4 separate regions of the Mus musculus genome follow, and all the other regions are linked to region 3. The links are chromatin contacts, called in public HiChIP or PLAC-seq and promoter capture Hi-C maps. All regions are on one chromosome and are shown on one strand. The core of a region is the stretch at or near the end of the contact, and the rest is flanking DNA. Distances in the headings are between cores, read along the strand shown. Region 1 has its middle 83 kb from the start of Pgbd5. Region 2 overlaps Galnt2 (polypeptide N-acetylgalactosaminyltransferase 2). Region 3 holds the start of Abcb10 (ATP-binding cassette, sub-family B (MDR/TAP), member 10). Region 4 overlaps Galnt2 (polypeptide N-acetylgalactosaminyltransferase 2).

What was found. Promoter capture Hi-C pulls out the DNA fragments that hold promoters and counts their contacts. HiChIP or PLAC-seq counts read pairs in DNA pulled down with a chosen protein or histone mark.
Region 1: a contact with region 3 is called in a CTCF HiChIP or PLAC-seq map of the NIH/3T3 cell line, with 9 read pairs. The contact joins the enhancer-like site here to the promoter of Abcb10 in region 3. A contact is called at or near these places in 10 of 39 promoter capture datasets (the 3T3-L1 cell line, 3T3-L1-derived adipocytes, cranial neural crest and 6 more), 5 of 15 datasets of contacts at CTCF or cohesin (the NIH/3T3 cell line, embryonic stem cells, large pre-B cells and 2 more), 5 of 484 Hi-C or Micro-C datasets (CD4 T cells, bone marrow-derived macrophages, cortical neurons and 2 more), 29 of 115 datasets of contacts at active chromatin or transcription factors (the NIH/3T3 cell line, T-cell acute lymphoblastic leukemia, acute myeloid leukemia and 18 more) and 3 of 9 other capture datasets (adipose tissue, embryonic stem cells and liver).
Region 2: a contact with region 3 is called in an H3K27ac HiChIP or PLAC-seq map of large pre-B cells, with 4 times the contacts expected there. The contact joins the enhancer-like site here to the promoter of Abcb10 in region 3. A contact is called at or near these places in 3 of 39 promoter capture datasets (hippocampal neurons and liver), 1 of 484 Hi-C or Micro-C datasets (nephron progenitors), 11 of 115 datasets of contacts at active chromatin or transcription factors (DN3 thymocytes, acute myeloid leukemia, bone marrow-derived macrophages and 8 more) and 2 of 9 other capture datasets (embryonic stem cells and liver).
Region 4: a contact with region 3 is called in a promoter capture Hi-C map of hippocampal neurons, with 2.1 times the contacts expected there. The contact joins the enhancer-like site here to the promoter of Abcb10 in region 3. A contact is called at or near these places in 2 of 39 promoter capture datasets (hippocampal neurons and neural stem cells), 4 of 115 datasets of contacts at active chromatin or transcription factors (the 230-238 cell line, bone marrow-derived macrophages, embryonic fibroblasts and 1 more) and 1 of 9 other capture datasets (adipose tissue).

The regions. Positions count from the first base shown.
Region 1 is chr8:124,348,026-124,353,369 of GRCm38.p6, reverse strand. No RefSeq gene overlaps it. Among named protein-coding and RNA genes, the nearest start is that of Pgbd5, 83 kb to the left of the region's middle. Within about 2 kb of position 3,424, at least 16 of the 459 cell types and tissues checked have an H3K27ac peak or open chromatin away from gene starts, as enhancers often do.
Region 2 is chr8:124,319,708-124,325,395 of GRCm38.p6, reverse strand. Galnt2 (polypeptide N-acetylgalactosaminyltransferase 2) reads right to left here. Exons shown (of 16, transcript NM_139272.2): 4 at 1,626-1,724; 5 at 1,337-1,404; 6 at 1,060-1,125. Among named protein-coding and RNA genes, the nearest start is that of Galnt2, 91 kb to the right of the region's middle. Within about 2 kb of position 3,960, at least 19 of the 459 cell types and tissues checked have an H3K27ac peak or open chromatin away from gene starts, as enhancers often do. A contact at or near this core is called in embryonic forebrain, forebrain and hippocampal neurons, where this site is marked.
Region 3 is chr8:123,981,160-123,986,888 of GRCm38.p6, reverse strand. It overlaps Abcb10 (ATP-binding cassette, sub-family B (MDR/TAP), member 10), which reads left to right and starts at 3,767. Exons shown (of 13, transcript NM_019552.2): 1 at 3,767-4,487. The coding sequence starts at 4,076.
Region 4 is chr8:124,273,465-124,278,463 of GRCm38.p6, reverse strand. All of the region lies in intron 1 of Galnt2 (polypeptide N-acetylgalactosaminyltransferase 2), which reads right to left. Among named protein-coding and RNA genes, the nearest start is that of Galnt2, 45 kb to the right of the region's middle. Within about 2 kb of position 2,598, at least 77 of the 459 cell types and tissues checked have an H3K27ac peak or open chromatin away from gene starts, as enhancers often do. A contact at or near this core is called in adipose tissue and hippocampal neurons, where this site is marked.

The DNA.
Region 1 (5,344 bases), core at 2,175-4,674, 370 kb before region 3:
ATTACACAGCAGTTAAAGCATATAAGATGGGGTAACTGGCCTTCTGGGTTTCCTATAACCACACTTGGAGGCCATACTAATGAGATTAAATGGGAGGCTGTTTTTCACCTTGCCCTCCAAGGTCAAGTAGGTCCCAGGGGACTGTGCAAACCTATCTCAAAATGTTGTGTAACTATGAGGGGACCACCTGTTCTCTTGTTTGTGGAAGCCATGGAGACCCCATCCAATTAGCACAAAGCAGGGTCCAGTCTATGAATAGGACGATCAATATGGAGGAAAATGTTCAAACAAGGCCTTCAACTTAACCTCACCTAGACGGAAAAACTGATAAACGGTGAGGGGGTGGGGATGGGGCTCTAGAGGATCCAGAGGCCAGGAGTGACGGGGAGTAGATTCTCAACTGGCCTTGATTGATTCTGGCCACTGACATGGTTTTAAACGCTCAGGAGGAATGTATAATCAAAGATGAAAATGATTGGCTTGCTAATTTAACAGTCCAGGGGGAATCATAAGGCCAGATATTAGGTTTAATTGCATATGAGATGTTTTAGACAATTATTTCTCACTAATGAATTCTTAATAACTAAATAGGGGACACCGTGACTTTGTCTCAGCTCAACACTGCAGCCCTGACCTGCGGCCAAGGGAGACAGGCCCACTGTTGTTTTTAAAGAAGCTAACCAACTGGCAAGGCCAGACAAGACACTTGGAAGGTCCTACTCCAAGGATTGATTTGGACTGTCCTTCTCCCAGGACCTCCGAGACTGGTCAAGTCCCCATAAAAACCTCGCTCCAACATGTACATGACCTTTGCCTCTGTGGGGAATCTAGGGAGAGACTCAAGGGCCCCCCAACTTTCTAGTCATAAGGGGATATAAGGTCTCTAGAGAAAAGACACAACCTGAGTTCTAGGTAAACGCATAGAGAACCTCAGCCATCTTCAAGACGTGGGGTCACTGTTCCCCATATGGGAGCCCGTCTCATAAGAATCCCCTTTCTTGGACCTGCACTCCCCCGAGACGATGCCCCTTTCCTCAGCCATCACCCCTGCCCCTGACAGCAGTGGCTGTTGCTCTCTGAACAGCAGGGATTGAGAGTGTTTGACAGGGAATGTGACAGCAGGTCCCCGAGGTGATGGTGGCTTATTCTCAAGAGACCTTGTGAAAAGAAACAGCTTCAAGGCTGAGTGCCTTAAACAGGACCAATAGAGGACCCTGTAAAATAGTCAGCCCAGGGCTGGAGAAATGGCTGCTCTTCCAGAGGACCCAGCTTCAGCTCCCAGCACCTATCTCCATGGCGGCTCACAACCATCTGTAACTCCAGTTCCAGGGATTCAACTCGGTGTTTTGGCCTCTGTACCAGGCACATGAGATACACAGACATAGATGCAGGTAAAGCGCCCATACTCCTAAATAGAAACATTCCCAAGTCAGAGGCCCTGTCTCTGTGGCTTGGACTTCGCTCTTTCCTGGATGTTCAATTCTTTGTCCATCCCAGAGAATGAGCTCAGCGAGCCCCTAGATGGCCACTAGGGGCCAGGACACCAGCATCCTCCTCCCTCCCTCTGGCTCAGAGCTCAGGTCTGGGCCCTCAGCTGTCCTTCCACAGGAGTAATGTCAAAGTGGTACTTTTAGAGCAAAGATTTCCTGGGGCAGATGCACCCTGAAGGAAAAGAGACCTTGAAGTTAGGTGGCCTGCTGGGGTTCGTTTACTAATCCTGAGTCCCAGCCTTCCTACCATGGGTACTAAGATCTGGTCATATGTCTCAGTGGTATAGGCTTTTGAGGGCAGGTTTAGTCCTCTGTCTGTCTGTCTGTCTGTCTGTCTGTCTGTCTCTGTGTGTCTCTGTCTCTCTCTGCCTCTCTCTGCCTCTGTCTCTCTCTGCCTCTGTGTGTCTCTCTCTGTCTCTGCCTCTGTCTGTCTCTCTCTGTCTTGGTCTCTTTCTCGTTGTCGTCGTTGTTGATCTAGTGATGTGCTCAAAGCTAGGTTGCTTTGTAAAGTTTGATTCCACTCACTGTCCCCAATGTCAGAGCCCAGGTGCTCCAGCTGGTGATGGTTTGTGGCTGGCAGCATCCTGAGGTGGCTCAGCCATCTCATGGAGACAAGGGATGGCCCCATAGCCAGTCCTTTTTAAAAAGCCACCAGGACTGTCAGGTGCACCACCCTGATGACTTTGCCTATTCAGATCCCCCTTCCAGAGCCCTGACTGGGTGACAGTCGGACTAAAGTCCTGTCCCCTTGAAGCCTCCCAGTGGGCACTGAATTTCAACACATAGTTAGGCATGGTGGAATATACCTGTCATCCCTGTGTGTGTGTGTGTGTGTGCGCGTGTGCGTGTGCGTGCGTTCATGTGCACGCATGTGTGCATGTGTGAGTACACGGTGAAAGGAACTTTATTGTGAGTCTGAGGACAGCCTGGACTATGCAGGTCAGAAGTAAGATCCTCCAAACAGAAGCTGAGCATGTAGAGGGTTGGGGTCCGGTGGGGGTGGGATTGGGGTGGGGCTGGGGGGCACAAACCACATTCAAGGCACAGCTGGGGCTCATGGGAACACATGGCTGTGGCTGCCTTGAGAGAGAAGGGCACCTGAAGCAAGCAGACTACAACTATCATTAAATCAAACCACGGAGGAACACCAAATCCCAGACCCCGAGGTGTAAGAAGAACACTCATCAGCACAGAGGAGAAAACCAGACCTCTCACTTGCCCAGAGCACTAACAGTAAAAGCCAAGGCTTGGGGCACATGGGCTGTCACTCACTGTCACTGGGTCCGAGGTACTGTGGCAGGTCAGGAGGGAGGTGTTACTTCACAAGCTGAGTGCCTTTGTTCCTGGAGCAAACCTTATGTGACCCTGGCAAATATGGGCCAGCACCTCTGAGCTGCCCCACAGGGATGCTCCTGAGCTCAACGTGTTCGAGACAGTTCTGCGGGGCAAGGGGCTGCTGAGACTGCGCCCGTTAGCTCTCTAGACAGTGAGTAGGTGTTTGACCCAAGAAGCCCACGGTAACCTTGGTGTCTGTACCAGGTGCTAATAGGACAGTGCGGTCTCTGCAATCCGGTCTGATTCTGAGCGGGCTCAGGGAAGCTGGTATGTGGTGGGGAATTCCTTTATGATCCCATGCAGCCAAGCACAATATCTGAAGATCTTGAGAAGGAGTCACTGAGGCCTCTAAGGACATTAGAGTATAGGGTACCTAAGAATCCAAGGCTATTGCCCTGGAATGGGTGGACTGAACTGGGCCTGGGAGAGGGGCAGGTTTAGGTGCTGTGTCTAACCTCAAAAGTGTCAGGGTAACAACACAGCAACAGATCTGACAGCCTGATCTTACCTGGATCCCATGATCTTCTAAACCTAGGTTTTTTTGCCTTTCTTTCCTGGGAAATGTCCCTACCTCTGGGTGAGGCTGTTCCCGGTCTGGCCAGCAGAGGGCAGCAGAACCTCAAATTAGCACAAAACAGACCAAATAGTGTTGTGGACTGGGGAGTGTGGGCAGCTGGAATTATAGAAGACACAGCCCCACGTGAGACCAGCAACAACACGGTCACTGGGACTAACTGGGTGACCTGGCGGGGATGGGAAAGGAAAGGAGCTGCAGAGCCCCACAGTCCTTCACCTGGTCACCGTGTCTAGGTTTGTGAGGCACTGGGACACTTGAGGGGTCCGTGATGCTACAACCGTATTTTCCAGTAGAGGATAAGCTCACAGTGTGCCGAAGGACAACTGAATCTTAGAGACGGGGAGAGGTGGTAGGTTGTCATGCCGCCCTCCCCCCCCACCCCACCCCCGATCTGATGGGAGCCTACAGTGGAGAAGAGTAGCAAGTGTAACCTTGGGACTGGACAAGCTGAGCCACCATCACAGGGACACTGGATGAGGCCAAGGACCTCACCTGGACCTGGGCTGTGCACAGCCCAAATCTCAGCCCTCCAGTTTACAGCGGAGATTGGCAATGACGCAGGCTAGTGGCTCAGCTATGAGAAGGAGGAGGTCAGGTCTAGTCACACCCAAAGCCCACCATTTTCCCTAGCACCTTATTACGTCCCAAGCCAGACAACTTGGCTCTCTTGAAAAACTCTATCTAGCCCCACAGTTCTTCCTGCCATGGAGAAATGGCTTAGCATCCATGACTGACTTACAGGAATTCAGCCGAGCAGGTAAGGGGCTGTGCCTCCTGACTCCTGGACAGCCCCACCTCTACTCCCACCAGGGCACTGAAGGTCCCCGAGAGGCAGATGAGAATAGCTACAGTCTGCAAGGTTGTCCAATTTGCTGAAGAGCATATTCAATGTCTCCAGTGGGAAGTTCATGAGTTCACAGTCCTGTCTTTGCTCCTTGGAGGACCACTAGGTGTAACACAGGGTCACAATGCCCTCCTCACTCACCTCTCCCACAATGCCCCTCTTGCAAGTGAGCACAGGGTTCCCATTTTGGACTGGCCTAAGGGGCGGATCTAGTGTGCAAGGGGTGGGTCTAGTGAGCAAGGAGTAGTTTAGTGTGCAAGGGGTGGTTCTAGTTTACAAGGAGTTGTTTAGTGTGCAAGGAGCAGGTCTAGGGTGCAAGGGGCAGGTCTAGTGTCAAAGGGTGGTTCTAGTGTGTAAGGGGTGGCTCTAATATGCAAGGGGCAGGTCTAGTGTACAAGGGGCAGTATAGAGTACAAGGGGTGTGCCTAGTGTGCAAGGGGTGGGTCTAGTTTACAAAGAGTGGTTTAGTGTGCATGGGGCAGGTCTAGTGTGCAAGGGGTGATTCTAGTGTACAAGGGGCGGGTCTAGTGTGCAAGGAGTGGGTCTGGTGTGCAAGCCCAAACTGACTGAGGTTTCTTTAGGTCCTCGCTCTCCCCTCAGAATCCCCAAGCCTTCTCTGATGCTCTCCAGCTCTTGAGAACTGCCATGTGCTAGCTGCTACAAGGGGGCTGCTTGCCCTGGTCTCTCCTGGAGGACTGCCATCTTCTCACCACCTCTTGTCACACAGAGCACAACACTGAGCCCTCCCCTTGCCCCAGGACAGGCTCAGTCTCAGAGCTGGTGCCTCATGTGACCTATACAAGTCACCCAGGTTCATGGCTGGCTTGCTAGAGCTTGCCCAGTGCCAAATAGGGAAACACTTTATGGGTTGTGAAAATTAGAGGCAAAGTATTCTCCAGGGCTGGCCAGTCCTAACCAGTCCTAACATGGGAACTCCACATCCTTTTCTGTCCACCCACTCCTGCCTCTCAAGCTTTCCTTTGTTCGTGTGTGGCACCCTGGTGACATGTGATAACTCAGTATAAAGACTGGACTCTCTCCTCCTCCTCCATCTTCTTACTGGATCTGAGTGGAACTCAGGGTGTCAGCGTGTACCTG
Region 2 (5,688 bases), core at 2,711-5,210, 340 kb before region 3:
GGAATCTGAAGAAGCCATATCTGTGTAGAAGATAAATACTGACTAGAACTTAAGGGAAAGTTTGAATGCTGCAGGTCGTAAGTCATTGGCCGCTACTGTTTTTGTTAAATCTTAATTGTATGTGTATGGGTTTATTTTGCCTACAGACATGTGTATCTGTGCACCATGTGCCTTCTTCCTGAAGAGACAAGGATTGGATGCTGGATCCCCTGGGACTGGGAGTTACAGACAGGACTTGAACCCGGGTCTTCCCGGAGAGCAACCAGTGCTCTTTTAACTGTTGAGCCAGCTCTCAGCCCCAGCGGCCTGTCCACTCGGTACCAAGCTTCATTTAGGACCAAGCATCTCCAGTGTCTATGACCGCCGGATCGCCAGCAGATCACTGTTAACCACCAACCACAATACATCTGACACGACGGCAGAGGCTCCTCCGCTCTATTGTGATCTGTCTAATTCATGTCCCTACCAATATATTTGTTTATGTACCGACTTAGGACTTTGTACTCTGTGACTAAGCACACGGCCCCTCTTCCACCACAGCAGCCGTTCGGAACAATCTGACTCGCTCTGTGTTCCCGTATATCTGATTCTGAATAAAGCGTTCTTTTCTTTTCTTCCCTCTGGAGCAAGAGAGGGTATTGCACTCACACAGAGGCTGGCATGTAATGGTCGGTCTTGACTGTCAATATGACAGGACTTAGTATCACCAAGGAGACAGACATCTGGGTATGTCTGAGAGGAATTTTCTAAGGTTAGGTCAGAAGTAGGTGGCAGCATCTCATGGACCGGGGTCCTGGATTGTGTAAGGAGGACCCATGAGCTGAGTTCCCACGCCCATCTCTGCCTGCCTGCTGTGGGCCCACGTGACGAGCTGCCTCATGTTCCTGTCACCACGGTGGACTGCATCCCTGGAACTATGAGCCAGAATAAACACTTCTTTCTTTAAACTGCATCTGTCACACTAGCGAGAAACCACCGCACAGGCACTGAGAGACACACCATCTCACGAGGGCAGAGACACGCTGCTTCACAAGTGACGAGCAGGGGGGACCTCCTTACCTTCTCTCCGGTCATTTCTGAGGACCCGCACCTTCTCGATTTTCCCCAAGAGGGCCCCGTCCTCAGCTAAGGAGAGAAAAGAGGTGGACAATAGTGATCCCTGAGTCTACACGGGGTTCTGAGCTGGAAGGCCACATACTTGGTCACCTATGCAAAGTCCTGCCCCCAGGGTCTCCAGAGGACATCTCTTTTCTGCCCCTAGGTCCCTACTCCACTCCAGACTGTATTAGGTCACTCTTCCCAGACACCCCAAACCAGGAAGGCTGATGAAACTCACGGTCGTTGCTGTAGTCATCCACCAGGATTATCTCCTTGATGAGGTGAGGTGGACTCCTCTTGAGGACACTGAGGAAAGACAGAGGAACGGAGCCTTGTAAGGGCGGAGCTCTGCTTGGAAGTTTCCTCTCTCTTTTGGTCCCCGGCCTTGGCTCGAGGAGCCAACAGCTACCCCATGCTTGGCAGCTGATGTCCTGTCTGTAGCCCCAGCTGATGCACCTGAGGTGCAGCCATTGTCAGGTGCCCCAAACACTTCCCATGAGACGCTGGGAGCTATCCGTTGGCCTCACCTGACCACCGTCCGCAGCAGGGCCGACCTGGCTTCATTGTGGAATGTGATCACCACGCTGGTGGCTGGCAGGTCCACTCGCCACTGCTTGCGCTGACACCTGAGGAAACAGAGTGACCGGCCCTGTGAACAAAGGATACACCCCGCAATGACGGATCATCCCTGCTCGATAAGCAGAGTGGGCTGCCAAGACCGAGAGGCTGCGGTTAGCCTGCCAGCTGTGGGAGGTTCTGGCACAGACGCACATATGGAAGCAGGAGCTACAGCCAGGTTCTGCTTACAGACAAGGGCGTTCTGCAAGCTGTATGAACTGAGAAGAGATTTCTAACATGTAAGGCACGTGTTCTAAAGCAGTGAAATAGCCTCCCACTTCCAGACAGACACTCCTCAGCCACACGCCTGCCTCAGTCCTCAGCATTTTTTCCCCCCTTGGGGGACCTACGCCAGCCAGCCATTGCTTTCTTCTTACCTTGAGCTTTGCCTACAACAGGCAAGGTGCCTATTGGGTGATTGGCTCTCACAGTATCAAAGGACCCACTGCCTGCCGTCCTTCATACTGCCTGCCAGGCCTTCTCCCAGTAACCTGGTGACAGAGGAGCAGGCTGTGTCATGGAAGCCGGACTGGCAGGTGGGCAGGCACCTTAGGCCTGTCTCACGTACAGGGCCATAACAACCTAGGCCTGCAAAGATGGCAAGCCGCACAGGGCCTCTGCGTTGACTGTGGACGCCTTACACTTGAGCCAATGAAGACCAGTTTTAAAGCCACGCCTCTTCTGATGAGGATAACAAGTATAACATGGTCAAAATACTCAGTAAAGTAAGACCCAGCTCAGCAGAACTCACGTGGACTCTTCCAGGCCACTCTGGGGATGCAGGCAGAGAGCAGTGTCCCAGAGTCTCTACACAACTCCCCTAGGAGGGTGAAGACCTTGTCAGAGCCTTGGGACACTGTCAGCTGTGTCTGAGTACAGCCAGAGTCCCAAGTGGCCAATGGTGATGCCAGTGACACCAGACTGAGAAGGAGCCCAGCAGAGCAGCCGGGTTGACAGGGCGTACTGAAGAGGAGGGAACCCACAAATCCAGTCCCTGCCTCTGGACCCCTCCTTGCCCTTATCATCTCTTCAAGTGGCAGAGCCTTCCATGGGTCCAACACACCGAAGACTCAGTTTACCCTGCAGCTCATCAGATTCCCCCAGTTATCTTGAATGGAAATCAGTGGGAAAGGAGGTGGATTCTGGAAGAACCCTGGAGCTCAGTCAGGGCTCAACACTCAACTGCTGAGCAGTGAGCTGGATGCTGGCATAGCAGCCGCCGGACACCAGTAGAGAGGTGTGGAGAGGGCAAGGCAGGTGCCCCGAGATGAGTGCTTCCCCAGGACTGTCGAGAGGAGCCCAGCCCTGCAGTCTGTGAGCAGCAGCAAGAAAAGCAGCACAATTATAAAGCAATTAGGGCTGCAATTGCAGAAGGGGCGTCGGTTAATTTTAGTCATTATAGTACATTCTTTTTAATTAATCACACACAAAAAATTGTATAGCAGTTGTTTGTGGGGAGTCAGGGAACGAATTCTACAGTTAGCATCTGATCTCACTCACTGTAGACGAGCCTTCATGGACAAGCCAATTGATAAAAATTAGCAGGAAGGTAGATGAACGAAGAATCTATCAAGTTTCAACTGTAAACAAATTACCAAATGGCTTCACTGTCAAGAGGCCAATCTGTAATGCTGTAAGGGGGAGAGGCTCCATGCTTCGAGGCTCACTGCCCTCTGTACCCGGGTCCCCACGTAGCCCAGGAGTGACTGAGCCAGCAGACCTGGGTTGGGAGACTCCAGGGACCCACAGGGCCGAGTGGGACCGTGAGAAGATGGATAGCATTTTTCACTCTCAGAGCGCTGGATTCCGGGCCCATCCAATCACGCCCCAGTCTCTCATTCTCCTCGTCTCTGCAGGAAGCTCATCTTCCAGGAGCTTTTGGAAGTCTCCTGGGGCTCTGGAAGCATTTGCTGGAACAAGCAGGCTGCTGCTACACAGCGTTTTATTAAAACTCCTCTGCATATTCCTAAGGCTCAGGCTCAGGTCTGGGCACTCAGGAGCTTCAGCGAGATCCCATTCTTAAGGAGTGCGAGCTGAAGGCTCTCACAGCCCACGGGTGGAGCGAGTGTGCGCACAGATCCAGATAAGCCCCACACTCAACCCAGATGAGGCCCCGGAGGAACCAAACCGCTTTAAAAAGAGAAGCAATTAATTTTGCATTTAAAGAGTCTTGCTTGGCCCTGTCAGCCAGTCTTAGCTGCTCTGGAGGCAGTGGGAACCAGGGTGGCAGCTGCTACAAGTCCATCAGCTGTAGGGTGCTTCCTCCCAGCCAAGCAGGATGGAGAGCGAGCAACAGCAAGAGAACGAGGCAGCTGGAGTCTCTTCTCCCAGACACACGCAGAAGCCCACTCTGGGCCCTGGTTCACTAGAGGCTCCAAAGACTTGGTACTGGCACTGTCATTCTGGAAGCTTCCTGTCCACTAAAATGGCAACTTGACAAGTCAGACACATAAAGATAACATACAGACACACACACACACACACACACCACCAAATAGACTCAGCAGGTTGTATTTATATACATGTGTGTGTATGTGTGTGTAACAATAATGAGAAAGAGGCCATGGATTTGAGAGAGGACAGGGGAGGGGCTAGGGAAAACTACATAAATACAATGTGTGTGTGTGTGTGTGTGTGTGTGTGTGTATGGAAATTAAAAAGTCAAATTAAAAGATTTTGAAAACCCTTAGTTTAGCTAAAGAGTTCCAGAAGGATCCTGCCTCTCCTGGATGTGCCTCGCACTTCACACACACAAAAGGTTTTCCTTTCTCTTGGCTTTCCTATTTCTGACATTAAATCAAAGCTCCAGCTGACTCCCAGGGACAGACGGATGCTGCAGACATACACTGGATGATCCTAAATGCCGTTGGGTCATTTGCAGGGATTAATACATGTCACTGTGGCCAGTAATACATGTTACTGGTCCTGGCGTTATCCACGGGCATCACACAGGTGAAGCTGAGGATACACAGGAAGAAACCGGCCAGAACATGTACATACCCAAGGGGAGGGTCAAGTCCTAGCAACGATACGGTCAGAAGGGTGATGAGGGTTCCTGGGTTTCTTCTCACCCCGTGTGACACTGTGGTGGTCTGACTAGGAATGTCCCCATAGACTCATAGGTTTGAATATGCTTGGCCGTGGGAGAGGGAGTGGCACTACTTGTGGCCTTGTTGGAGGATGTGTGTCCCTGTGGGGGTGGCCTTCGAGGCCCTCCTCCTAGCTGCCTGGAAGACAGTAGTCTTCTCCTGTTTGCCTTCAGAACAAGATGTAGAACTCTTGGCTTCTTCTCCAGCACCATGTCTGCCTGGACGCTGCCATGTTCCTGCCTTGGTGATAATGGACTGAACCTCTGAACCTGTAAGCCAGCTCTGATTAAATGTTGTCCTTTCTAAGAGCTGCCTTGGTCATAGTGTCTCTTCTCAACAATGGAAACCCTAATTAAGACAGACACCAGGACATTAGTGATGTAGCTCACTGGCCCGTGTAGGGACAGTGACAAGCAGGAGGGCCTTCACTCTGTGGTCCTGTCTTTACGGCAGCTCACAGGCAACAGTTACCACCCTTTCAGGCCCTTTCCAACCCCCAGTGTCGGGAGAGGGAACCTCTAACCCAGATTTGGTGCGCTGTCACTCCTAGGTATGCTTTTAACTAATCACACAGAGAAAAGGCATATATACATCCCTAAACAGCATGGTATCAACCTCCGAGGACTCAGCTGACGGAGAGGACACATAGTCGCTGCTCGCCTGGGCACACAGCTTTGCCACACCACCCTGCTGTGGTCAGGTTCCCACGTAGGAGCAGACACACACACTGTCCCTGCCTAGTCTCCGTCAAGGAGTAAGGAGCACCGGTAACCGTGTACTGAGTCACTCCACGCTCTTCACCCTTTGCCGTGATTCGCTCCTGCTCTCATCTCACCCCACCGCAAGCCCAAGGCCTCGCAACCTCTCACTTCTCCCCTTCTGA
Region 3 (5,729 bases), core at 2,518-5,017:
ATCAAATTATGCGTGTGTGTTGTGTGTGCACGTGAGTGTGGGTGCCCTCAAAGACTGGAGTTATCAGAGTCCCTGGAGCTGCAGTTGTAAGCAGTTGTGAGCTACCTGATGTGAATTCTGGAAACTTAAGAGCAGCAGGGTCTTTTTTTTTTTTTTTTTTTTTTTTTTTTTTGACAGCGTTTCACCACGTGACTCTGGCTAAACTCATTATGTAGACCAGGATGACCTTGAACTCACAGAGATCTACCCACCTCTGCCTCCCTGGTCCTAGGATTAAAGGGGTATGCTACCATACCCATCCAGGGTGCCATCTATCTAGCTCTGAATAATTAAAACAAAACAAAAGTACAAAAACACTGCACCTGAATATTGTAACCCTGTAGAAGTGGGTATGCTGTCTTACTGCTTTTCTTTATTGTTGTTTTGTTTTTGTTGTTACTTTCTGAGACATAGTCTCACTGTGTAGACCTAGCAGGCCTTGAACTTACAGAGCTTTGCCTGAGTACTAGGAGTGCTGAGATCCAAGGCCTGTGGCACCATGCCTGGCTTTTGTTTCTGTAGCCCAGGCTGGGCTGACATTCACAACAGTTCTCCAGCCTCAGCCTCCCAAGATCTGGAATTACAAGTGTGAGCTGCTGTGACCAGCTCATTCATGCATATATGTTTAGACATGGTCTTGCGATATAAGGCCACAGTTGTTTTCAAACTCATGTACTTGGGCAGTCCTTCCCGTTCTGCCTCTCAAGCAGTTGGGGTGACAGGTGTATGTTGTTTTTCGAGTAGGTCAGCTAGGTTTGGTATAATGATGTACCACAGACTCAGTTTCTTACCACAGAAGGCTGTTGTCTCAGAAGTCGGGCACAAAGCATCACAGGGGTAGTCTTTCCTGTCTCCTCACAGCTTTCTGTGACTTGCTGGCAGTCTGTTTCCCCTTGGCTTGCAGCTGCATAACCATCTCTGCTGTTACTGTCACAAGGTGAGGACAGGCAGGTTGACAACTAGTAAGCGCCACTCCTCCATGTTCTGGCTATCTTTATTTTTTTTCTACTCTTTTTGTTTTGTTTTGTTTTGTTTTGTTTTGTTTTTCGAGACAGGGTTTCTCTGTAACTCCTGGAACTCACTCTGTAGACCAGGCTGGCCTTAAACTCAGAAATCCACCTGTCTCTGCCTCCCAAGTGCTGGGATTAATCTGGCTATCTTTAAAGAGTTATTTATTTTGTGTATATAAGTACACTGTAGTTGTCTTCAAACACAACGGAAGAAGGAAATCTGATCCCATTACAGATAGTTGTGAGCCACCAAATGGTTGCTGGGAATTGAACTCGGGAAGAGCAGTCAGTGCTCTTAACAACTGAGCCATCTCTCCAGCCCCCAATCTGTCTCATCTTTTTTTTTTTTTTCCAAAGATTTATTTATTATATGTGAGTACACTGTAGCTGTCTTCAGACACTCCGGAAGAGTGGTGTTAGATCTTGTTACAGATGGTTGTGAGCCACCATGTGGTTGCTGGGATTTGAACTCAGTACCTTCAGAAGAGCAGTCGGTGCTCTTAACCACTGAGCCATCTCACCAACCCCCATCTGTCTCATCTTAAGTAAAACCGCATCTGCAATCCTCTGGCTCCTGACTGGGAGTTAGCACTTCAACAGAGCCATTTGAAGGGACCAAACTTCAACCCTTCTGAGGAATGGTGACAAAGCCAGCAATGCTACCTGTCGGCCTGAGACACTGCTGGGATAAGGCTTGAGCTGCGGCAGTTCAGAGAGCAGTCTCATTGTGTATGTTCAAGTCTAAGATTCCTATGTAGGGATAATTATTCTCAGGTTATTTCTCTGGTTTTTAATTTTTTTATCCGTTCAATAGTTTTTTCTTCATTATATCTTTATTTATTTATTTGTGTGTGTGTGTACTTGTGTGGGTGTGAGTATGCCTTAGCATAGGTCAAAGAGCAAGCTGTTGGAGTCAGTCTTCTCCTTGCTTGTGTGGGTTCTGGGGACCCACCTCAGGCTCAGCAGCACACACCTTCACTTACCAAGCCATTTCATAGGCCTTCATTTCGTTCTTTGTTTTTGAGATGGGGTCTTGTTGTGTCTTAGGTGGCCTACCGTTCTCTCTGTGGCCAGATTAGCTTTGAACTCATGGCAATCTTCCTGGTTCAGCCTCCAGGATGGCAGTACCTGTAATCCCCGAACCCGGAAGACTGAAGCAGGAGGATCACTCAAAACCCCCTTACCCAAAACAAAACAAAAAACAGAAAAACCCCAACAAACAGAAACCTGAGTTCAAATCCCAGCACCCACATGGTAGCTCACAATCATCTGTAATGAGATCTGATGCCTTCTTCTGAGGTGTCTGAAAACAGCTACAGTGTACTTACATATAATAAATGAATAAATCTAAAAAATAATAACAATAATTTTCAGAAAGTGGCTACTCTTGCCAGCCTGGAGGCCATTCCTTCCTTAACGATGCTCAGCTGGGGTCCAAGAGGAAGGAACAGGAAGTGCTCCTGGAGCTTGGGCAGGAACCTGGGTCCTGCTGAGTGTGGCTGGGGTGTAGTTCACACTGTGACTCCCTGGGGCTTATAATTCCTGCACTGATGGGAAGAAAACTCAAGTCTTCTTGGGCCTCAGGGCTGGATTTTAAAGGACATGCCTGCTTCCCACATCTCCAATTTGCTCAAGGCAGACTTAACCTCACTCACGGTGTTGTTCACCCCCTCCACCTCGTAACTTCACATGTAGGTGAGGCCCTTGTCTGAGTGTGGAAAACATACAACGATGCTGAGATCTCAGGAGCCAGACAAATATGAAAGATTCTTATGTTATTATTTTTACTGGGCTTTTTGAGACAGGTTTTTTTCCTATGTAACCCCTGGCTATCCTGGGACTCTCTATGAGACCAGGCTGGCCTAGAACTCAAATAGATCCACATTTACCTGCCTCTGCCTCGATTCAAGGAGTGCTCAATGTCTGGGCCAAACATGAGGAAAACAAAACAGAAAGCAGATAAACAAATTACAACCAGCTGCTAACTGCTTGGTTTCCTTTCTTTTCTCTCTCTCTCTCTCTCTCTCTCTTTCTCTCTCTCTCTCTCTCCCCCTCTCTCTCCTTTATCTGTGTGGACTCAGGGACCTGGTGCTCCTGAACTGAACATTGCACTACCCTCCCACTCCCTATTTTAATAAATGACTTTTCCAGGGTTGGAACTGGGGTATTATGCATTTGAAAAGTCTGATGTTTTGTCCCTTGATTCCCCCCCCCCATTCGTGTTGGGTTTTAGGAATATATTGAACTAAAATACTGGTGTTGAGGTTGTTTTGCAACCTCCCCCCCCTTTTTTTTTAAAGGCAGGGCTCACTATGTAGCCCAGGCTGTCCCGGAACTCACTCTATAGACTAGGCTGGCCTCGAACTCAGATCTGCCTGTCTCTACCTCTTATGTGCTGGGATTAAAAGCGTGTGCGGCTGAATTCGCTCTGGTCGAGTGAACTATCTAGGAGTCCACAAACTCTTCCCCCTTCCTCAACCTAGGCCTCCATAGGATACTCCCGGCCTGCCGTCCTTAAGACCACTGCTCTCGGGGTCACTTCTACTCTCCGGGCCTCTGCGGCACCTCCTGCATTGCACAGTTCTCCAAGATGTGGAGACTCCTTGGTCTGCCGACCGCACGAAGGCGAAGGCACCCAAAGGTCTCAAGCAAGAGACTCAGGTCGTAAGGGGCGACCTGAGTGCCGCGCATGCGCACTCCGCCAGTGACCGGCGAGAGAAAGGGCTCGGACGCTCCAGGTTCACAAGTCGTGGAGGGCGCAGGAGAGCGAAAAAGCTTCCGCGTGCGGCTGGCGGGCGCAGGCGCTGGCGACTGCCTGCCGGACAAGGCACTGCCGGGGAGCTAGCGGCTGGTCGCCGCCCAGGGGTGGACCCTACGCGGCGGAAGGCGCGGCCCGGGCGCTGGCCCGATGGGGCGGGAGGGGCGGGCCGCTGCTGCGTCCCCGCCCTGTGCTCGGGCCGGGCGGGGAGGGTCCCGGGGCGTGCGGCCCGGCCGGTTGGTGAGACTGTCCGGGCAGACGCAGCGCCATGCGCGCCCCTTCTGCTAGGGCGCTACTGCTGATTCCGCGTCGGGGCCCTGCCGTGCGAGCGTGGGCCCCGGCCGTCTCCTCTCGGATATGGCTGGCTTCTGAATGGACCCCGCTCGTACGCGCGTGGACCTCTCTGATCCACAAGCCGGGTTCGGGCCTCCGCTTTCCCGCGCCCCTATCCGGGCTGCCTGGCGGCGTGGGGCAGTGGGCCACCTCCTCGGGGGCCCGCAGGTGCTGGGTGCTGGCAGGACCCCGCGCCGCACATCCCCTGTTCGCCAGGCTCCAGGGTGCAGCTGCCACCGGTGTGCGAGACCTTGGGAACGACTCGCAGCGGCGTCCCGCGGCGACCGGGCGCTCAGAAGTATGGAAGCTCCTAGGGCTGGTGCGCCCCGAGCGCGGGAGACTGTCAGGTAAGAACCTGGGGGTACTAGTGGGCCAGTGGGCGGCCGGTGGGCCTCGGCCTGGCCTTGGCCTTGACAAGGGCGATCAAGTCTGCTGACACCTGTTGGAAAGCTATGGATGCTGGCTGGCACTCCCCATCTGAGCCTATTACTAGAATATTTGGTCCCTATCAGCTTGTCAGCATCTGCTTTGGGGCATTCTCTGAATAAGTTAGAGTTTCCTCCTTTAAGAAAAAAAAAAAACAGGAGTTTTGCCAAAATCATGTCTACTTTATAGTATACATTTATAATAATAGTAGTAATAATAATAACATCGCTAGGGTTACACAGTATCAAGCAACCACCAAAATTTCCCAGAATGAAGTGGATCACTGTGAGCTTTGTGCTGGCTGTCACCTCCCTAAGTGGTGACTTGGTCAGGACCAGGCACTGGCCACAGCATAAAAGAACTAGACAGTAACTCAGCCGGATAGACAAATGGCTTTTAAAGAGAAATCAGAATTGGCTGGGTCTAAGTGACAATATTCTGTAACTCCCACATGTCTGGCAGTCGGTGCAGGCAAGGCTGGTTGGAGCAGAGCCATCCTGAGAGCTAGAGCTCTAAATCTCCATTCCTTCTGTGAATATGAACTGTGCCCTCCTCCTGTGGGTTCGATTACCTTGGGAAGCTGACATGGAGTCCTGCTCCTGGGAATCCCTGCTTAGCAGGCAGCGAAGTGTTTGGATCAGAGATGAAATGGGATAGGCATGAGGGTTTTGCAAAAAGGAAAGACTTTGCCACACAGTTCTTGAAACAGGCAGGACTTCAAATAGGTTGTTGGGTCCCTTGCTGTACAAATTACTCTCTTTGGGGGCTATTGGGCATGGAGCAGGTTGCCTGTGGAGCAAGGGCACAGGGGACTGCCATCTACGAGAATCAGGAAGTTGTTGTGACCTTAGTAAAAGAAGACAGATTTTACAATGGTTGTGGATTTCAATGGAAAAAGTCATTGTCTTCTTTGCTATCCTGTAAGCTTTTTTTTTCCCCTCTGTATTTTCCTTAATCTCTTTAAATGAATTATTTACTTTCATCATATGAACATTTATTTTTGTTTTATATTATGTGCCTGCATGTATGTCTGTGTGAGGATGTCAGATCCCCTGGAACTGGAGTTATAGACAGTTGTGAGCTGCCATGTGAGAGTAGTAGGGATTGAACCCTGAACTCTGGGTCCTCTGGAAGAGCAACCACTGCTCTTAACCACTGGACCA
Region 4 (4,999 bases), core at 1,349-3,848, 290 kb before region 3:
AGCCACCGCTGTGGCGGAGGTGAAGGTTTGGAAGCCTGTGTCACCCTGCGCTGATTCAGCCCAGGTCCTGGCCTCATCCTGGCTTGTGGGGCACAGAGGTTGGACAGCGACTCACAAGGTGGTTATCTTGTCTGAGAGGAGCATGGAGGGAAAGCAGCAGGCTTTTCGCGGCCACCAGCACACTTCAGACACAGCAACGGAACCGGGTACTTTCACCCAGTGTCCTCATCTCAGTGCTAGGATGACGGACAGGACACTGCCTGGGAAATTGCCGGATGGCAGGGTCTCCCGGGACAGTAGCCCCGGCAGGACAGCAAACACTGGGCTCTGCTCCCAAACACGGTGTTGCAAGCAGGGACAAGGAAGGAGGAAGCCAAGGGATGAGCGGGAACACGTTCTCGTGACGTCACCACTAAAGAAAAGCCACGGGGGGAAAAGGTGAAAAGGATTCGTGAGGGATCAGAACGGGCTGTGATTTAAAACTAACAATGTCAGGAGGAAATCTCTACTTTCTTCCGGAATTTAGGGGAACGGACATCTTTTGTTCACGAAAGACAATAAAAGCTGAACCACACACAGCCTTGTTCCTAAGCCAAACCAGGTTTCCCTCCTCTTTCCTTGTCAGTGTGGGCTGAGTTATAATATAGTTCTAACCCATGCTGAGGGCCTGTGACAAGACGGAAGAGTCTGCTCAGATCGGTCCTGATGCTGCATCGAGAAAAGGAAGAATCCAAGCGGCACAGTTCACTTCCACTTCAGAAGACCAGACTCTCCTGTGGCCACCAGCACAGAAGCCCCTCTAAGTACCCTTGAAAGTACAGGGACACAGGTCAGCAAGGCTGTGGCCCCAGGGACAGGGGGCACAGTTGGGCAATAGGCCCTGTACCAATGGGGCATCTGCTGACAATCCTAACTGAGACGTAGCCTTTGCAGACTTCCTGAGAGCAGAAGAAGTCCTGCCTATGTCAGGCCTAGTACAGCAAGACAATCAGGAGTCGTCCAGTGCCCACTTGTCTCCAAAAAGCTCTGCCCAACACCCCAGCAAAGCCCGGAGACTTCAAGGGAAAGGGGGATTTGAAACAAACCGGGTAGGGAAGGATCTGCCTTTAGTTTGAAGAAAGTTTCCTTCCTAACAAAGGACCCCAACCTTGCTTGATGGCTGACAACACACCACTCTTCTTATTTAGGCCTAAGACCTCAGCATTATCAAGACCCAGCCCTGCCAAACCCCAAATGGAGACACAGGTAGTGACAGCCATGCTAGGACCCGCTGGAGGGAATACAGACCCAGTTCCACGAGCTTTCCCAGGACCCTATGTCCTCTGGGGCAGTGCGAACTGCTTGGGAGTAGGGTTAGCCACAGAGCATCCTCTGATCAATGGAGCCCTTATCTCTCTCTACCTTCCTGACTAGAGATTCAGCCACCAACGCCCATCCTCCTCCTATTTGGTCCCTGAGTCTCCCGACCTGGTCTGCCATTTTGCTCTGTCCCACGAACTCTTGAGGTGTTTTGGCCGGGGTCCACCAAACTCTGAACACACAACAGGATCCTCTGCTGACACCTCCGTATCTACTTGAGTATGAATTCCACAGTCAGCCATAGTCCCTGGGGACACAGCAGAAGAGAAGCTCCCACCTGCCTGCCCGACTCTGCACAGGACTTCCCTGTTCAAATAGGCATGCAATTCATATGGCTGCCTTTCCAGTGGAAGCCAAATGGCTGTGTCAACCTTGGTCTCCTGAGGCACCTCCCCTCACGGTAGGGTTAAATGGCAAGCTTCTAGATCCTTGGCAGCCAAGTGTGAGCCCAGTGTATCCCTAGCTTAAATTATGGGATGCTGATCCCAGGGAAGACAGGAGCAGCCCTGTGATCCAACAATGATATACACCGCACGGCACACAGAGCGTGGGCTAGAAATTAAGGTGCCTTTGCCGGCATGTGAACCACCGGGCCAGTGCAATGAGATTTATTATAGGGTTGAGGGTGGGGGTACTCAGGTGTCTCCAGACAGTTAAGAGGTCTCCAAGTATCCTCAGGCTGCTGTGGCAGCTTGGACAAGAATGGCTCCATAGGCTACTATATTTGATCCTTGGTTCCCCATTGGTGGAACTGTTTGAGAAGGTTAGGAGGTGTGGCCTTGTTAGAGGAGGTGTGTCCCTAGGGGTGGGCTCTGAGGTTCCAAAAGCTCATGCTATTCCCAGTTAGCCTAGGCACCAACCCTACCTCCACTTACCTCCTGGCTGCTGTTTCGACATGTAAAGCTCTCGGCTACCGCTGCAATGCCATGCCTGCCTGCCTGCTGCCATGCTTCCTGCCTTGACGGCCATGAACTGTACTACCTTCTGGAACTGTGAGCTCCGAGTCAGATGTTGTCTTTCATAAGCTGCCTTGGTCGTGATTCTATTCCTGTTCATAGGACAGAAAAGTAACTAAGACAACTGTGGGGGACAAAAGCCACTAGAAGCCACTCATGGGACATCTACCCTAATCTGTGCCCACTTCACAAATAGGTACACAAAGGTCATACAGATCTGTTTGATAGGCTCTCACCACATCCTGGGGTTGCAATCACTCCTGTTCCGCGCAGCTAGTCTCTGCCCTCAGGCAGTCACAGAGGAAACACCCATCTACCAAGCCTTGGGCCAGGGACTGTGTGTGCCTCTTTAGACCCAAGGCTATGACACCAAGTGATTCACATAGTGCAGGAACTTGCTGGCATTGGCGCTGTGGCCACTGCGGGATGCCTGGACTCCTTGCTTCCATCTCAGAGTTCCATGGCTGTACTCGCTCCTCAGCAGTAAGCAGGCAACAGGACAGGAGAGATGGGCATTGAGAAGCAGCAACAGCCTCAGCATACCCACACTCAGATTCTGGCTTTGATCCCTGGCAACACGATCTATTCTGAGCATGAGACGAGTTTGCTAATTCCAAATGAGCCAGCCTAAAAGCAGACTACAAACGAACAGCAAGCACACTGTGAAGCCGTGACAGCACCCCAAACATCCCCATTTCCCAGGGACTTGAGCAGGGGTACAGGACCAGAGTTAACAGAACTAGCTCATATGGGCTGCAGACTTCAGGAAGGGGGTCTTGCTGGAGACTCCTTCTGACTTAAACACATGCCAGGGTGGGTGGCTGTGACCATTCAAGGCCACTAGCTATCCTGGGGGTGGGGGGTTCTCATGAGCTGAGAAGATGGCTCAGCTCAAAGAGTTTGAATCCCTGCATCTATGAAAAAAAGTCAGGCTGGTGGCCCACACTTACCACCCCAATGCTGGGGAGGTGGAGACAGGCAGATTCCAGAGGTTTGCTGCCCACCAGCACAGCCCAACGGACAAGCTTCAGGTCCCAGTGAAAGACCCTCTCTCAACAAACAGAGTGATACTGTCTAGTTCCTCTACTGTAGAGGAAACCACACTCCTGCTTCCATGTGCATACCCACAAACCCACCCACAGTCAATGCAAGAGTGAGAAGGGGGTGGGATATGGGAACCAGCAGCACCTGTGGCAGAGAACCAACTCCACAGACACTAGAAAGAACTCAGCGGCCAGTCCTGTACCCTGCAGATTTGCCATGAGCAGCTGCAGAGGAGACAAGAACTGCATGTGTGTGAAGCATCTGCTGCACTGTGCCTACCTCCCCATCACAGCATGTGCTGAGGCTGCAGGACCCTCACAGAGCTCTGCATTCAGGGGCTCCATCAGAACTCATCAACACAACTTGTGTTTCATGCCAGGTAAGCAATGCTGCAGTAACGAGGAGTGAGTTATAGCACCAATAACTCACACCTCAAAAAGGTTCCCACACCCAGCAGCGTACGCAGAGCAGACCACAAATCGTTCTAAACAGAGTCTAAACAGAGCGCATCGCCCAGGAACATCACAGCCCGCCGCAAGGAGCTCAAATACACGCCATTCTTCAAAACAGAAGGGCTTTTTGTCATGAATTTTAAATCAAACCATTAAGACAACCTCCCAGATTCTAAGGAGAGTCTGGCATGAGAGGTATTGACATAAGGGATCAGCTGGGCAGAGCTCACAGTGGGATGTGAGGGGAACCTCTCACCCCTGCAGAGACCCACTTCCCAAATAGGAGGAGCCTGCACTCCTGCCTCAACCCTCAACAGGAGACCTCTGCTTACCAAATCTTCCCAGACTCCTGTACAGTACAAAATCGTTCCACCTACCCTGAGGAGTGAGAGACTATGCCTGCACCCCCAGCACCAGGATCTGAACCCGCCACCAAGCTGTGGCTGCAGTGATGGCTTATGTGTGGGAACAAGGTTAGCCCTAAATACTTTCTCCCTGTCCAACGTTCTGAGGGGCAGGGGGCTGATCTACAGAGTACCAGACAGTGACTGGTGCTACAAGAGAGCAGCTGCCCCTGTGGACCTACAAGGTGAGAGCCAGAACAATGCCAGTTCAGAGGCCACGCCTACCACAGCAGGAAGTTCCCCTCCTCCTCTAACTATACACATCTTCCCCTTCCCTGACTATACCTCACAGCCGCTCATCTCCACAGCTTAGTGATCCCATCTACTCTCAGCTGGCTTCAGCCATCCAAGCAGCAGACACAGCCCCATCCCTGTGACCTCTGCCCTCTGGGGTGGCTCTGCTCCTGTTGCTGAACACCTCACACACCACCCCTGCACCTAACCCAGCAGTTTCATAGCGTGTGAAGGCATGTGGCACCATCTGGGTGAGCAGCAGCAAGGCCACCATCCCGCCCGGCACCTGTCAGCTTGGTGCCTGAAACAGGAAGTAGGGGAACAAACAGGAAAGAGAGATGAAACCCCTACTAGAAGGTGAGCCACGTAGGCCCGAGCCTTGCAGACACAACATGGCAGGGCAGATCTAAGTGCCAAGAGCAGTTATCCATTTAGACGGAAGCTGAGCACCTGGATCTAAGCTCTGAGTGTCATCCTACCCAAAGTTCTGCCACTCTTCACACCCAAACAGTGCTCTCCAGCTGAGGCAGCCACCGATCCCTCTAACACG